Linked DNA regions of Mus musculus: regions 2, 3 and 4 are each linked to region 1. The links are chromatin contacts, called in public Hi-C and promoter capture Hi-C maps. All regions are on one chromosome and are shown on one strand. The core of a region is the stretch at or near the end of the contact, and the rest is flanking DNA. Distances in the headings are between cores, read along the strand shown.

What was found. Promoter capture Hi-C pulls out the DNA fragments that hold promoters and counts their contacts. A called contact is a pair of places that touch in the nucleus more often than the background predicts.
Region 2: a contact with region 1 is called in a promoter capture Hi-C map of pre-B cells. The contact joins the promoter of Oser1 here to the promoter of Actr5 in region 1. A contact is called at or near these places in 3 of 39 promoter capture datasets (cranial neural crest, maxillary cranial neural crest and pre-B cells) and 1 of 484 Hi-C or Micro-C datasets (CD4 T cells).
Region 3: a contact with region 1 is called in a promoter capture Hi-C map of pre-B cells. The contact joins the promoter of Mybl2 here to the promoter of Actr5 in region 1. A contact is called at or near these places in 2 of 39 promoter capture datasets (cranial neural crest and pre-B cells).
Region 4: a contact with region 1 is called in a Hi-C map of pre-B cells, with 5 times the contacts expected there. The contact joins the promoter of Srsf6 here to the promoter of Actr5 in region 1. A contact is called at or near these places in 2 of 39 promoter capture datasets (cranial neural crest and pre-B cells) and 3 of 484 Hi-C or Micro-C datasets (B cells, CD4 T cells and pre-B cells).

What each region holds. Positions count from the first base shown.
Region 1 is chr2:158,623,226-158,626,770 of GRCm38.p6, reverse strand. It overlaps Actr5 (ARP5 actin-related protein 5), which reads right to left and starts at 1,858. Exons shown (of 9, transcript NM_175419.4): 1 at 1,255-1,858; 2 at 215-444. The coding sequence starts at 1,629.
Region 2 is chr2:163,417,649-163,421,193 of GRCm38.p6, reverse strand. It overlaps Oser1 (oxidative stress responsive serine rich 1), which reads left to right and starts at 1,724. Exons shown (of 4, transcript NM_025699.2): 1 at 1,724-1,782. It overlaps 2900093K20Rik (RIKEN cDNA 2900093K20 gene), which reads right to left and starts at 1,423. Exons shown (of 1, transcript NR_151490.1): 1 at 833-1,423.
Region 3 is chr2:163,052,706-163,056,250 of GRCm38.p6, reverse strand. Mybl2 (myeloblastosis oncogene-like 2) reads right to left here and starts at 1,616. Exons shown (of 14, transcript NM_008652.2): 1 at 1,403-1,616. The coding sequence starts at 1,422.
Region 4 is chr2:162,929,872-162,933,416 of GRCm38.p6, reverse strand. Srsf6 (serine and arginine-rich splicing factor 6) reads right to left here and starts at 1,909. Exons shown (of 6, transcript NM_026499.4): 1 at 1,640-1,909; 2 at 1,275-1,423. The coding sequence starts at 1,746.

The DNA of each region.
Region 1 (3,545 bases), core at 609-3,108:
TCAATCAGACATAAGACCAACTTGAAGTCCCTCCAGGAGGTCCCAAAGGGCAGGTAGAGTAACTTCTGAAGGCACTCACTGATGTAGGTCTGAGCCCAGCTCAGTTAAACCACCTAGCACTTCCCAGACTTTCCAACAGGCACCTTTTACGTCCCATGATTCCAGGCAGCCCTAAAACGATGCTTCTCCCACACAATGCCACGGCACAGCTCACCTCCCTTCCAAGACCGGTAAGATGTGTGTGCACTGGTAGCCGGATGAAATGATGAGGCCGCTGGAAAGGGCATTCTTGGGCACGTTGTGGTAGAAGCTGAAGAGGCTGTCTATCCCATAGGCAACCTTCGGGATCCTGTAGCATTCGAAAAGGAGCTCCGACATCATTTGACGGGAGTAGAGGGGGTTACACACAGCCTCTGTCAGAACTATGGGATGATCAACGCAGCCCTACTTTGAAAGACAAGCACAAAGAGACAAACGGAAGCATGCATGAAATGCAAAAATAACCCCAAATCCTTACGCAGGACAGAATTTACTTTTGAACTCTAATTTAAAACACGAGGTCGTGGAGGGAGACACTCAAGGCCAGACACGAGGACTAGAGAGAACACATTAGAACCCAACTCTGTTTCCCAGCACCTAATCTCTGACTCCAGTCACAGAAGATCACCTGCCTAAGGCACCTACACTCTTGTACACATTCTCACACATATAACTTTGAAATAATACATCTTTTAAAAGGTGCTCACGGGCCATTTTAAAGAATACATTTCATCTCTATTGGAGATTATTTTGGGAAGCCAAAATAACATGATCAATTTAAGCTTTTCGTAGGTCTGTCTGTCTGTTGGTTTTTTGTTTTTTTAAGATAAGGTTTCTCTGTGTAGCCCTGGCTGGCCTTGAACTCACAAACATCTGCCTGCTTCTGCCTACCGAGTGCCCGGATTAAAGGGCCGTGAACCCATGCCCGGTTCATTTTAAGTTTATTAAGTCAAGCTTTGGCTAAACTGTTAACTGATAAACCCCGTTGGTTTTATCTTCAAAATACTTCCAGGATCGGACTGGTGCTGGTAAAACTCATCTCACTTGGACTATTGCAAACTGGACCCTTGTGCCTGAGACAGCCCATCCTCTGGAAGATAAAGACTTCGTGGTGTACCCTTAGCTCCTAGCACAAGGCTGACGAACTTGTGTTCAATACCCTACTGCCTGGCATGACGGCTGAAGCCGAGCGCGCCCTGCCCGGCAGGCCCTCACCTGCGAGGAGACGCCGAGGTGCTGGAAGCTGTAGTCCAGCAGCAGTTCCTGCAGTTCCAGGTTGACCGGGACGTTGCGATCGAAGGGCGAGCGCAGCATCCAGCGCAGAGGCTCCAGGCTTCCCAGCGCGTTGCCCACCTGCGGCCCCGGCCCGCCGCGCGCCCCGCCGCGGCCGCGCGCACACACGGCGCGGAACTGCAGGCGAGGCTCGGGACCGGGGTCCGGCCCGGGGCACGCCCACCCGGCCCGAGCCTGGAACGACCCGTTGTCCAGCACCAGAGGCACCGGCTGCGACCCGAAGGCCACCGGCCCGGCTTCGAGCACGGGATCCGGAGCAGAGCGGGCATCTCGGAAGCGGAACACGTTGGCCTCCATCTTGGCCAGCGCCGGTCCCGCCCCGAAGCCGAGTGCGTCACGAAACCCCGGGCCGCGTCTGAGTCTCTGGGCCCCGAAGCGTCCGGAAGCCTCCTCCTTACGGGAGGACTCGCTGGTTTCAGCACCTGATTCCCGCCTGGCGCTCCAGAACTTTCTGTGGGTTTCTATTCCCCGCTGATCCAGGCCTCAAGTCCAACCGTAGCTCCAGCTTGTCCGCAACAGCCTCCTTGTGGCCACGCCTCTTCGCGCTAACTGGCTGTCCACGAGCCCCGCCCCCAGCTCCGAACATGGAGGCGTAGCCACGCCCCTTGCTCTAACTAAGGGACCAAAGGCTCCACCCACACTGGGCTGGACTCCGCCCCTCCCTGTCCCCTTACTCTCCCTTGGTCTCTGTCTGCATAGCCTTGCAGATCTAGCCCTTAGTTTTGTGACCGTGTTAAGCTAATCTCCTTCCCCTTTGACTTCTTTTTCTGTTCATTTGTTTATTTATTGCGTGATGGGTGTGGGAGCGTGCCAAGATGCCTGTTCTCTTCACCCAATAGGTTCCAGGGATGGAACTCAGGGCCCTCAAGGGCCCAGTCAAACTCCAAACTCTGAGGTACTACTAACTTCAGTTTCTGGGAGTGGCAGCTAAAATGAATATTTAGTGAGTTTGTAAAAATTCATCAAGCTGTCTACTTAAGATTGAATATTTCACTTTTTGTTTTGTTTTGTTTGGTTTGCTTTTTTGAGACAGGGTTTCTCTGTGTAGTTCTGGTTATCTTGAACTTACTCTGTAGACCAGGCTGGCCTCGAACTCAGAAATCCGCCTGCCTCTGCCTCCCAAGTGCTGGGATTAAAGGCGTGTGCCACCACTGCCCTGCTTTGTTTTTGGTTTTGTCTTTGTTTTTGTTTTTAATCATGTCGTTGTATCTCATGCTGGCCTTCAACTCTCAGCCATCCTCCTGTTCCAGCCTTTTATGTATTAGGGTTATTGACATCTCACACACACACACACACACACACACACACACACACACACAGATACACACACAGACACACCAGTTTACCCCTTGTTTTGGAGTGCATTCTATAAAAGCTTCTGGAATACAGAAGAGGATATGGGAGATAATTTTTTTGAGACTGGATCAAGTGGGAGATAATTTTTTTGAGACTGGATTAAGTGTCTTCATTTTATCCATTGCCTGATTGAACATTTGACTGAATTCCTACCAGGACGGCTCCACCCGATAAGATTGCCCTGAAAGCCTGCTGACCATCCTCCCCTCTCCCACCCACCACCCAGCTTGCAGCTGTTGTTTGGGGCTTAGACACCCTGATCACCACTCCAGCATTGTTTTTTTTTTCTCTTTCCTCTTTCCCCAAGCACGCCACGACAACTCAAGTTTTCTGTTTTCTTGATTGCTGTATTTTCTTTCTTCTTTTAAGCTTTAGCCCTGCACTTTGAAGGCTGGTTTATTTACATGACGTTTTAAGAAAAGTGGCAAAAAAAAAAAAAAAAAAGCCGGCCTTGGTGGCGCACGCCTTTAATCCCAGCCCTCAGGAGGCAGAGGCAGGCAGATTTCTGAGTTCGAGGCCAGCCTGGTCTACAAAGTGAGTTCAGGACAGCCAGGGTTATACAGAGAAACCCTGTCTCGAAAAACAAAAAAACAAAGAAAGAAAGAAAGAAGGAAGGAAGGAAGGAAGGAAGGAAGGAAGGAAGGAAGGAAGGAAGGAAGGAAGGAAGGAAGGAAAGAAAGGAAGAAAGGAAGAAAGAAAGGAAGGAAGGAAGAAAAAAAAGTGGCAGCCCACTACGGTGGCACGGGCCTGCCATCCCAGCACCTGGAATGCGGGAACAAAAAGATCTAGACTCTAGATCTTACAGTTCATGGCCAGCCTGGGCTACACAGTGAGATGGAGGCCAGCCAGGGGATCTG
Region 2 (3,545 bases), core at 475-2,974, 4.8 Mb before region 1:
AAAACCGGGGCTGGCAACATGGCTCAGCGGTTAAGAGCACTGACTGCTCTTCCAAAGGTCCTGAGTTCAAATCCCAGCAACCACATGGTGGCTCACACCATGTGAGAGGGTGAGATCTGACACCCTCTTCTGGTGCATCTGAAGACAGCTACAGTGTACTAATGAATAATAATAAATAAATCTTAAAAAAAATTCAAAATCTGATGAAGTTCCCATCGAATGCAAAAGGCTTTCCCATGATTGCATTATAGAGCAGGATCAGGAAAAACAAAAAACAAACAAACAAACAAAAATAAGCAAGCAAGCCAAAGCCAAGCCAGCTGTCTGGAGACGGGGCTGTCTGTCCAGTGAAGTGTAGATTCCATTCTCTGTGGGTTGACTCTAGTTAAGCTGGACATGGCTATCCTCTCTAGCATCCACTTCTAGAAGAGGCCAGCTTGGGTTCAGGGGAAAACCCACTCTAAGGTTTAGGTGCCAGAACCAACTCTATTGAGGAAAATCGTCTTTCCACACAAGGGTCTGAAGTGGAACTCCAGAGTGGCAGGCGATGGGGAAACGTTTAAAATAGAACAGGCCCTGACAATGGCGGTAGGGGGAGGTCTTTCATAGCTCACCCTTGCCATATGGGTAACTTGTCAGATCACTAAAAACCAGAGACTAGCCGGGCAGTGGTGGTGCACGCCTTTAATCCCAGCACTTGGGAGGCAGAGGCAGGCGGTTCGAGGCCAGCCTGGTCTACAGAGTGAGTTCAAGGACAGCCAGGGCTACACAGAGAAACCTTGTCTCGAAAAAACCAAACAACAAAAAACAAAAAAAGCCAGAGACTGGTAAATTGCTTAATACCTTCTTGCAGAATTTAATATGTACGTGCATTACCCTGTATTTCCCACTTGATGCTCCCAAACCATCCTTGGAAAAACAAAAGCAAAATGCCTTCGCTGAAACCGTTTAATTTCCAGACGTTCAATTATCAAGAGATACTTCAAAATGAAGGCACGGGAGCCCGAGGCAGGGGAATCAACGCGATTTTCAGGCTGGTCTAACAAATGAGATCCTGCTTTTTTTTTTTTTTTTAAAGCAAAAACCACAAAACCTAAATAATTTCCATTCCAATTCCGGGCAGCATCCACCGCCTGGGCCTCGTCCAATTAATACCTTCTTGGCTTCTCTGCGGACCCAAAGAGACGACCCACGGCGAGGGTTGTGGACCGAGTGCAAGCGCCCTTGGTTGCATGTAAGAAACTCCGCCAAGCATTCCCGGAGGCATCAGCTGGCGCAAATACTCCCGCAGCCCACCGAATCCCGTTGGCTTGGGGACTTCAAGAGGACAAGAAGGAAGCAGGCTATGCCAGGGGAGCGGCAGCGGCTCGATAGCTGCAAGGCAAGCCGCCGCCTCACGTGACAGCGAAGAGGAAGTAGGCACGCCCAAAAGCCTGCCGGGAGCGAACCCAAGCCAGGGGGCGGAGGGAGCGAAAAGAATAACAGGAAATGACTTAAGACGCACGTGCTTCGGAGAGGGGTTGGAGCTGGGGCTTCGAGAGGCCGGGCTACCGCCGTACGCCTGCGTAGTTGCGGCGGGCCGAGCTGCCGAGTCACCGAGGTGGGAGGAGCGTGAACGGTGGGCAGGGCGCGAGCCGAGGTTGCGCAGGCGCAGTACAACTCTAGAGGCGCGGGCCACCCTATCGGTGGGGTTTGGATCCGGGTCAGACAGACGCGGCGGACGCGGAGAGACGCTCGGAGCCGACGGGGCCGGATTCCCGGGAGCGCCCCAGCTGCGAGGAGGTGAGTGGCCGGACGGGACGAGGAGGGCCGGGGACGTCGTGTCCGCCAGGCCTCCCACCCGCGGGAGGCGGAGTCCGGCCCTCCCGTCTGGTCGCGGCGTTTCCCTGCGCCGACTGCCCGGCCCGGCCCTCGGCTGCCGCGGCCTGGAGTGCCAAGTTGCGCGGCCTTCGCTTCCCGCCTTCCTGCGTTCCCGCGGTGTCCGGGCCGCGCCGGCCACAGCTTCCCCTTTCGCTCTCCTTGCCGCCCTTTGCCCCTTCCCGCCTTTTCCCGCCCTGCGAGTCGCACTCCTCTCCGCTTGCGTCCTGCGGCTTCTGCGCCGCAGCTTCACTCCTGCCTCCTCTCGGAGTCCGTGGTTGGCCGGGGCGGACAGGGTAAAAGCCGAGACAGCTCCCCGCTTGGGTGTCCCCGGGTTCTGACCTTTTCCCAGCCGACTCCGCTTAACCGTGATAGGCAGAAAGGAACGAACGTGTCGCTTTGCCTGTAGTCCTGTGATTTTGAGGGGTTGAGTGGGTGTGCCCAGAGAGGTGTGGATGTGTTCTCGTCCTAGGGACAGATTGATTCTATCCGGGCCGTTCTGGATAGGGTTGGTTAGTTTGTTGTTGTTGTTTTTCCTTTTCGGGACTCTGTAACTTTGAGAGGTTTGGGGAGATTTCTCCGCTTTAACTTTGTGAGGACGCGTGCAGATCTCATTTTCGTGCTGCTGAAAATGAGAAGTTCGACCGGAAACTTAAGGAGAGCTTAGTTTAAAGCTTCAGAGGTGTAAGCAAGACACTGCACACGGTATTGGTGGAAAGAAACTGGGATGTGATTTGACTTAAAACCACGAAAAGTAACTTCTTATGGGCCTTTTGCAAGTCTGAGGTCTTTGGGCATTCTTTGGAAGTAAGAGCAGTGAAGGGGTAATAGGAGAATTTCCCACAATGTAATGTAAATGAAGATAGGCAATCCACTCACCTGTTGTATAAAGCTGTTGGGTTGATGCTTCCATAATGGAAAGCTAGGAACTGGGAGGAGCATAACAACCCATTTGTAATTGCAAGCATGCTCTGATCTAGCCCCCTAGGTTAAGCCTAGGATACTCTTGCTCTGGCTTAAAGTAATTGAAGAAAAACATGAGCAGTCACAGTGGTGGACGTTTGAAAACAAGTTAGGCGATACTTTATTCTCAGAGTTTTTGGTTTGCAGCCAGATTTTTATTTTGGGCTGTTGGGGTTTTTAATGATATATCTGGGAGTGTCTCAACAAGAATGCTAAGTTTGTATTAACATCTAGGGTGGTCACCTGCCATACTATTAAGTCAGCACTGTGTAATTAGAAGTTGTGAGGCTTAGCTGGGAGGCTTCCTAGCCAAGTGTGAGTCCTGGAGGGTAGGAGTGAGATGCCCTCCCTACTGAAATGGGGTTCCTGGGACCCCTGTATTCAGTTCAGCCTCTGTTGTGGCATCCAAGGTAGAACTAGGAATCCTAGAAGTACTTGTGAAAGGAGTGGATCTCTGCCTGTGATGTTTACCAGTGTCCATGTGGCTTGGAGTGTACTTAAATGTTGACTGATTGCCACACAAGTCAGATTGAGAGAACTACTATAAACCTCACTATTAATTTTTTTTACTTGTATTATGTGTATGAGAGTGTTTTATATGAAGGGCAGAGTGCAACTTGGGAAGTTGTTTCCTCCTGTTACTCAAGTTCTAGGAAACAAGCTCAGGTGCTCAGGCTTAGTAGCCATTCACCCTTACTCTTTGAGCCATCTTTTCAGTCCTTACA
Region 3 (3,545 bases), core at 367-2,866, 4.4 Mb before region 1:
AAAGACATGTGTTGCTGCTACCCGGCATGGTCACACTATTAAACAGATGGGAGTATCCATCAGTCACACACCTTCTTGCGCATTCTCAAGGGCTCCATTTAACAGACGGGAAAAGTGAGGCCGACAACGATTATGTCACACCAAGCTCCACATTTTTACACCCTAACCTCCCTAGGAACCGTAGCATGAAAAGCAGAGGCCAGTGTGCTGTTTAAAGAAAAGTCACACTTTTGTATATACACATACCCTTTCTCTTGCCCTTGTACGTTCTGGGCTATGCTCCAGGGAAAGGTGAGTCAGAGGCCAAGAGGGAAGTGGGCCACTGGGGTACAGGGAGTCACACCATGTGGCAGAGAAAGGCTCGTGAGGATGCAGGGGCACAGAGTCCACACTTCACAAAAGAGACCCTCAGATAAGCCCGGGGCTCTGGGATTAGTACTTCCAGATGCCCTTCCTGGGCACTGAACTGTCCTAGACACCGGGGCATGGGAAGCCACCCTGATCAGCACCCACAGACCAAACCAATACCCAACCCAGCCACGAAGAACTCTGCAAGTAAGCAAGCAGGCATCTCTGTGCCTTATCTTCATCCTAGGCCAGGTTCGGCCATCTGAAGACGGTGGAAAGGCGTTCTGAATTGGAAAGACCCAGAAGGAACACAGCAGAACCCAATTATCCCACGCCTTAGAAAGGCTGGAAAGCCCCGCGATTAGGCCCCAGATACACAGGTGTCCCAAAAGTCCAGACTTGACCCAGCCACCTAACCTCTAGGGAACTAAGAGGGAAACCCAGTTCCTGCCTTTGGCTCAGAGGCTGCTAGCAGAGCAGTCTCGTTGCACACCAATAGTCTTTACTCATCCCCAACTGCCCAAAACTAGCGTGGGACAGGAAGAAGGCTTCTGAAACCAAACCGAACCGGCCGCCGAAACCCCATGAGACAACGAATTCCCCGTCTCGCATCCCGCGGAGGGCCCAGGGGCTTTGTGCTTCCCGGAATGCTAACAAGAAAGGAACGCCAGCAAATTCGAGCCACTCTTGATCGACAAGTGTCTCCCAGGCTTCTGCCTTCCACTCGCTGCGACAAGGGGAGACATTCTCCCTACCCAGTAATGGGCCTCCAGCTGACACCGCGAGCGACAGCCTTCCTTCCCCACCCTGCAATTAGGCGGGAGATGATGGACCTCACCCAGGGCTGGGACCCGGTCTAGAGGGGGAACCCGCGCTTTCAGACTCCCGGGCCCAGGAGGCCCAGGAACCGAGCGAGGGGGTCCCGATAGCCTCTTAACGTGGCGCGCGCCCCTGCATCGGGCGGCGCAGGGTGCATTTCTCCCGGGGATCCCCATCTCACGCTTGCCGACCCAAGGAGAAGGGAGAGGACCCCAGCGCGCCCGCAGCCTCTCACCAGCGCGTCCGCCGAGACATCCCCCCGGCCCGGACCCCGCCGCACCCTTACGCCCGCCGGCCGAGCCCGGAGCGGGAGCCGGGCCGGGGTCAGGACTCAGGCTGCTCGAGCCGCTCCGGGCCCCAGGCGGTGCTCTCAGGCGTCAGCGTGTCTGCAGGTCTGGTCGCACGTTCCCAGGAACTGCAGCTGCCTAGGGAGCGCACAGAACCACTTTCCTATCTCCCGCCAAGTGCGTCGGCGCCGCCCGGCCCTGGCGCGCGAGCGCAGGGGCGGAGCATACGGAAGGGGCGAAGCGTACAAGACACGAGGGGCGGAGCCCGCGCGCCAGAACCCTAGGAGGGGCCTACTGTAGGGGCGGAGCCCAAGCATGGGGAAGAGGGGAGTGGTTTACCGGAGGGCAGAAACCGAATGTGCAAGCGGGCAGATGCTCTGTTAGTTGGCAATCTACTGTGTCCAGATACACCTACCTTAGGGATTCAATGAGGCGCGAGGCCTGGCTCTGTGTGAATCTTAGATAGACCCCGAGCCACACACATAGCAAAGACTGGAAGAACTGAATAGGAGAAACTTCCCGCCCAAATTGTCACTGCTTGGGACGGTCCAAGCCACTATCCCTAGAGCCCCCATGCTCCCTTTGACTGGGTTTGTATCTTTTCCTTTGCAAGCCTCTTGCTTCTTCAGCTGCCTCAGAGAGACCCAGCTCAAAATCCCAACATTTCTCTCACCAAACTTAAACCTCTCTTCTGTCCGGGTTAAATCTTTGTAACTCCATTTAGTAACGGCCTTCCAGATCACCACGCCAAGACACAGAGAGGCGAAATTAAGTCTTGCAGCTTTTGCTTGGGCCGTATTTGGACCAGGAACTCCCCACATCTTCCCCGACTGGGGTCTCCTGCCCATCTGCTTGCATTTGTGCGCATTTCCTCTGCTGAACTGTGAGCATTCTGGGATCCCAGCAGCCTTTCCTAGGAAATGTATTAAGCCCAGGGGGAAGGCTTGTTGGCTTACGTTCAATTTCTGATGGCAAGGGTTGTCTCTTTCAGGTTGTCATTTACTACCTAAAAACTGAGTGTCATCTTACTGGGACTCCCTGAAAGGATAGGAGCCTGGAAGAACCCCAGCCAAATGCCCTTTAGGCTCAGGCCTCAGATCTCTTTCCAAAAACTGCTGGCCCCTTTTAGACAGTACAACTCCGAAAACTTCATTTACTACAGAAGGATGAAGACTTGAAAGCTACAAGTTTTCACCTGGCTTAATTCAAGGCTTCCCCCCACCCCTCTCCCTTCAAAGGAGTTCATGTGGATCGCTGCTCTTCACGGCTAGTGTGCTTTACAGTGAGATCTCCTCGGGGGTGATTCCCAGCCTACCTTTCCCTAGTTCCATTATCTCAAATTATCAAACTTCTCCATGCCTGCTTCCTCACCTACAAAAACAGTTCATAGAAACCTTTGATCTTCATAACAACCCAATGAGTTATATGCTTGTATTACCCGATAGCAGATGGAGAAACTGAGGCACTGACTTCCCCAAACTGTAGTTCTAGAGTTTATAGTAAGGAAAGGGGTAAGGAAAGGGCAAATGGCTTTCCTCCTAGCATCTTTGGCTTGTTTGCAAATTAAATGGATAGGAAATAGATTAACGGGAGGAAACTCAGGTTTAATTACTTGCATATCCATTGGAGTCCTGTAAAATAATGACATCATACAAAGGCTCAGACGTTTGAAGCTTCCTGGGGTACAAAAAGGAATGAGGTCCAAGGACTTCTGTAGGAATGGTGGTGACACAAGCTAACTAGGGATAAGGAAAGGAATTATGTGGCAAACAGGTGGTCTTGTCATGCAGATAAAAGTCTCCCAGTTAAAAGAAAGATATAGGCATCAGCCGGTTCCTAGTACAGAATGCAGGCTAACGCAGATTTCCTTTACAAATGTAAATTTCTTTTACAAAAGGACTGCCTTGCAAAGTTATTTCCTTGTCTATAGTCCCTGCAGAATAACCAGGTCAAAGCATGTTGGAGAAGTGGGAGATTATTTTCTCCTACACTTTATTTTGGGGTACTGTGTACAAACCTTTAACTCTAAGCAATACAAGTACATGAATATGTATAAGGCACATATAAGTATTATATCACTGTTAGGTGGCT
Region 4 (3,545 bases), core at 660-3,159, 4.3 Mb before region 1:
ATGAAGGGAGTAATTAGATGCGTTGCAATGACAGGCATGCATGTTTTTGAAAGTTAGTACAAACATAGCAACGTTTATTACTGGAGTAGGACTTTGCTATTATACTGCTAAACCCTCGATACATTTGTGATTTGCCACAAATTAAATTAAGGGCAAGTCAAATAGACTAAATCCAACTAAACCTCTCCTACAATCTGTTAGAGAGTGACTGCTCCTTTATTCAATTTACCTCGCTAAGTTTTATTTTACAGAACATTGTAAAATATAAAACTTAACTGATTACATGCATTTCTACATTTTACAAAAATGTTTACTAGTTACACTAAGTACTTACATCACAGTGTGAGGTTTTTGGTGGTGGTTTGGCCACAAAACACGCAAGGTAACAGTCACCTAGTTCAGATTAACCAGTTTTGTCTAACCCTTGGAATCCTCACCATCACCCTGCGTCTAATGGCAAAAGGCTGCTGTCGTCATGGCTTCCGGTAAGGTCAGCCAAAGGGTCATAGGGCAAGGGTCACACAATGTATGGAAAAGCCAAGGCCAATCAGGAAAGGCAGTCATCTTAGCCTCAGTGGACACAGCCTCAGCCCCATTGGTCACTTTCAAATTGAAACATCAAGGACTTGTTAAAAAGTTGGAATTCAACATGCAACAATTTCAACATTAAACATTTCACATAACCAAAATCCCCCCAACCCCCTCCCAGTAACATGCCCCAACTATTTCAAATACAGCATAAAGCTTATTTAGATTTACTTTGTGGTACTATGCCACATTACTTAGTTTAAAATGGCATTTTCTTTGCCCCCCCCCAATCAAGCCTCCCAGCTCCTAAGACTTAGACTTCAAGCTCCTCCCCTTTCCCCGCCCCCTGCCCCACCTCCACCCCAGCCTTCCTAGAAACTTCCTCAATGCTAACAAGCACTGACAGATAAGCAAGGGGGCATACTACAAATACAGCCAGCCCTCGCTTTCAATGGCAGAACCCAAGTCAGTGCCAAAGAGGGCCAACTGAAGCCACTCCTTCCAAACTTAAGTCAACCGGCCACCCGACCCCATTCCCCGCGCTCCGGTGTCCCACGGCTACCCGGGCATGCGTGGAGGTAGAGGGGCCCCGGGAACACCCAGGGCCGACAAGCCCCGGCCTCCGCGCCTGCCCGGGCTGGGGAGGTCCCACCCTGCCCACCCAAGTGACTGCACCCGCCCTGCGCCCCCAACCCCCGCCCCCCCCAGGTACCCAGGACGCGGAGCGCGCGGGGGTAAGGACTCACTGCGGCTTCCGTAGCTGTAGCCATCGCGGTCGCGGCGCGGGCCCCGGGCGTGCTCTACGATCACGCGCTCGCCGCACAGCTCCTTGCTGTTGAGCTCGTACACGGCATCGTCGGCATCCCGGGAGTCCTCGAACTCCACGAAACCGTACCTGCGGAGGGGCGGAGCGCGAGCCGCGCACCGGCGGGCGGGCGTGTCGTTAGCCGGCGCCGCGCGCTCCCGCGCCCTCCCCCGCGCGCGCGCGCTCGGGGCGCCGCCGCCGCCGCCATTTTAGAGGCCCTGCCACGCGGCGCCGCGGCCTTGGCCGCCTCGGGTCCTTGGGGGACCTCTCTCCGCCGCGGGGCGCGGCCTCCCAGACCCGACTCACCCATTTTTGAGGTCGATCTCGAGGAGGCGGCCGTAGCCGCTGAAAAAGCGCTGGATGTCCTTCTCGCGGACGTTGTAGCTCAGGCGTCCTATGTAGACGCGCGGCATGGCCGTGACCCACGGGTGTCCTCCGGGAGGCTGGCGGAGGGGCGGCGGGCCGCGGGGCAGGGCTGCGGTGCGGGTGCGGGGACGGCGAAGGCCCGAACACGCGCCTCACACCGCAGCGGCGGCCGAGTCAGCCACACAATGGTGCGCGCGCGCGCGCCGGCCTACGCTATAAGTGCCCGGGGGCGGGGCGCGGCGCGGCGCAGCGCGTGACGTCGTCGCGCAGCACGTCCTCTCCCGCGCCGCGGGCCGCTCCGGATGTGTTGGGGCGGCCCGCGGCGCGTGCCGTGCTTGCTGGGAGTTGATTTCGCTACTGTCATGTCCCCTGGCGCTGTGCAGCCATCAGCGTAAACAGCCGAGGCCCGGACCTTTTGAGTCGTGCCTAATAAACTGTTCTTGTGCCCAGGCACGCGGAGAACGAGTTTTATTTCTCATTGGTTGTCCGGGCTGTCAGTCTAGGCCATCTTGGTCTCTGATTGGTCTACTAAAAAAAAAGAGGTTGCTCTTTCCCTTCAGCGGGTAGCTCGCACTGGTTTCGTTGAGTACACGCTCTTGGGAGTCGGACAGTTCCTTAGTTTCTCAGCGGCTCGGGATCTGTCCCCGAGGTTTAGTGACCAGCGGGGGAGGTGCTGTGGCTGGTCTGGGTGGCATCCCTCCCTCTGCTCGGAGCTCTGACAGCTCTGAATCCCGCGCTCGCCGCGGCCGTTCACAAAGGGAGCATGGCTGGGCCCCATGGTCCTCCAAGACCCCCTATCCCCTTTCCTATCCATACTGTCCTTAACCTGGTTGGATCCGAAGGCAAACTATTTATAAAGCAGAAATACACACTTAGGAGTTTATGGAGGTGACATCTAATGCTGTAGAGTTAAACAAAACAGCCCCACTGCCCTGGAGTAAAGTTAATTGACTATCAAGGAGCATGCCTTGGGAGTATTCAAAGCACGGCGAAGGTTTGGCTAGAGAGGTAAGGAAACCGAAAGCAGAGCACGGTGTGATAAAAGCTGAGAGAAAAGACTGCCATTGAGTTAGTACCTGCTCTTTAGGAATTTGTTTTCTGCCCAGAATCTGGGCAGCCTCAGGCTTTTCAGCTATAATGAGAGAAGATTCTGTCCTCTGGGGCAGACCGGCAATGTTGATAGCACACAGGGAGATGTGTTAATAGTATTCTCGAGGGAAGAGAACGTCCTTAAGTTAGAAATATAAATATATATATGTAGACAGCTTTTAAAAATATTCATGGAACACAGAATGAAGTCAACACATAACAGTTTTATCAAATTGTCAATTTCTAAAAACTTGTTAAAATTTATTTGTGAGTGGTGAGAAGACTGAAGCCGGTAAAGGTGCTTGCTGCCAAGCTGGAGGACCCGACTTTGATCCTAGAGACCCACACGGTAGAAGGAACAACAACAACAACAAAAACAATTCTTGCAAGTTGTCCTCTGACCTCCTGATGCGTGTCATGCCTTCAATAAATAACTAAGTGTGATGATAACACATTTTAAAATTATTTGTAAAAGCAAACACACATCTGGATTCCACACGAGACGAAAAAGCCAGTATTTGTCATTCTCCTACCCTATTACCATATTTTGTTCCCCTCTTCCCTTATCCTTGTTTCCTTCACATAGTTCCCTTTCTACTTTCATGTTCTACACACACACAAGACAACCCATGAGATCATTTATCTTCCAAAGTTCCTAGTTGGATCAGCAGCACTGGGGAGTCCTGTTGCCGACCTAACTTGGTACTTTGCAAAAGCAACAAACTGAAATGACAAGTGCGCAGCATGAGAGTCTATT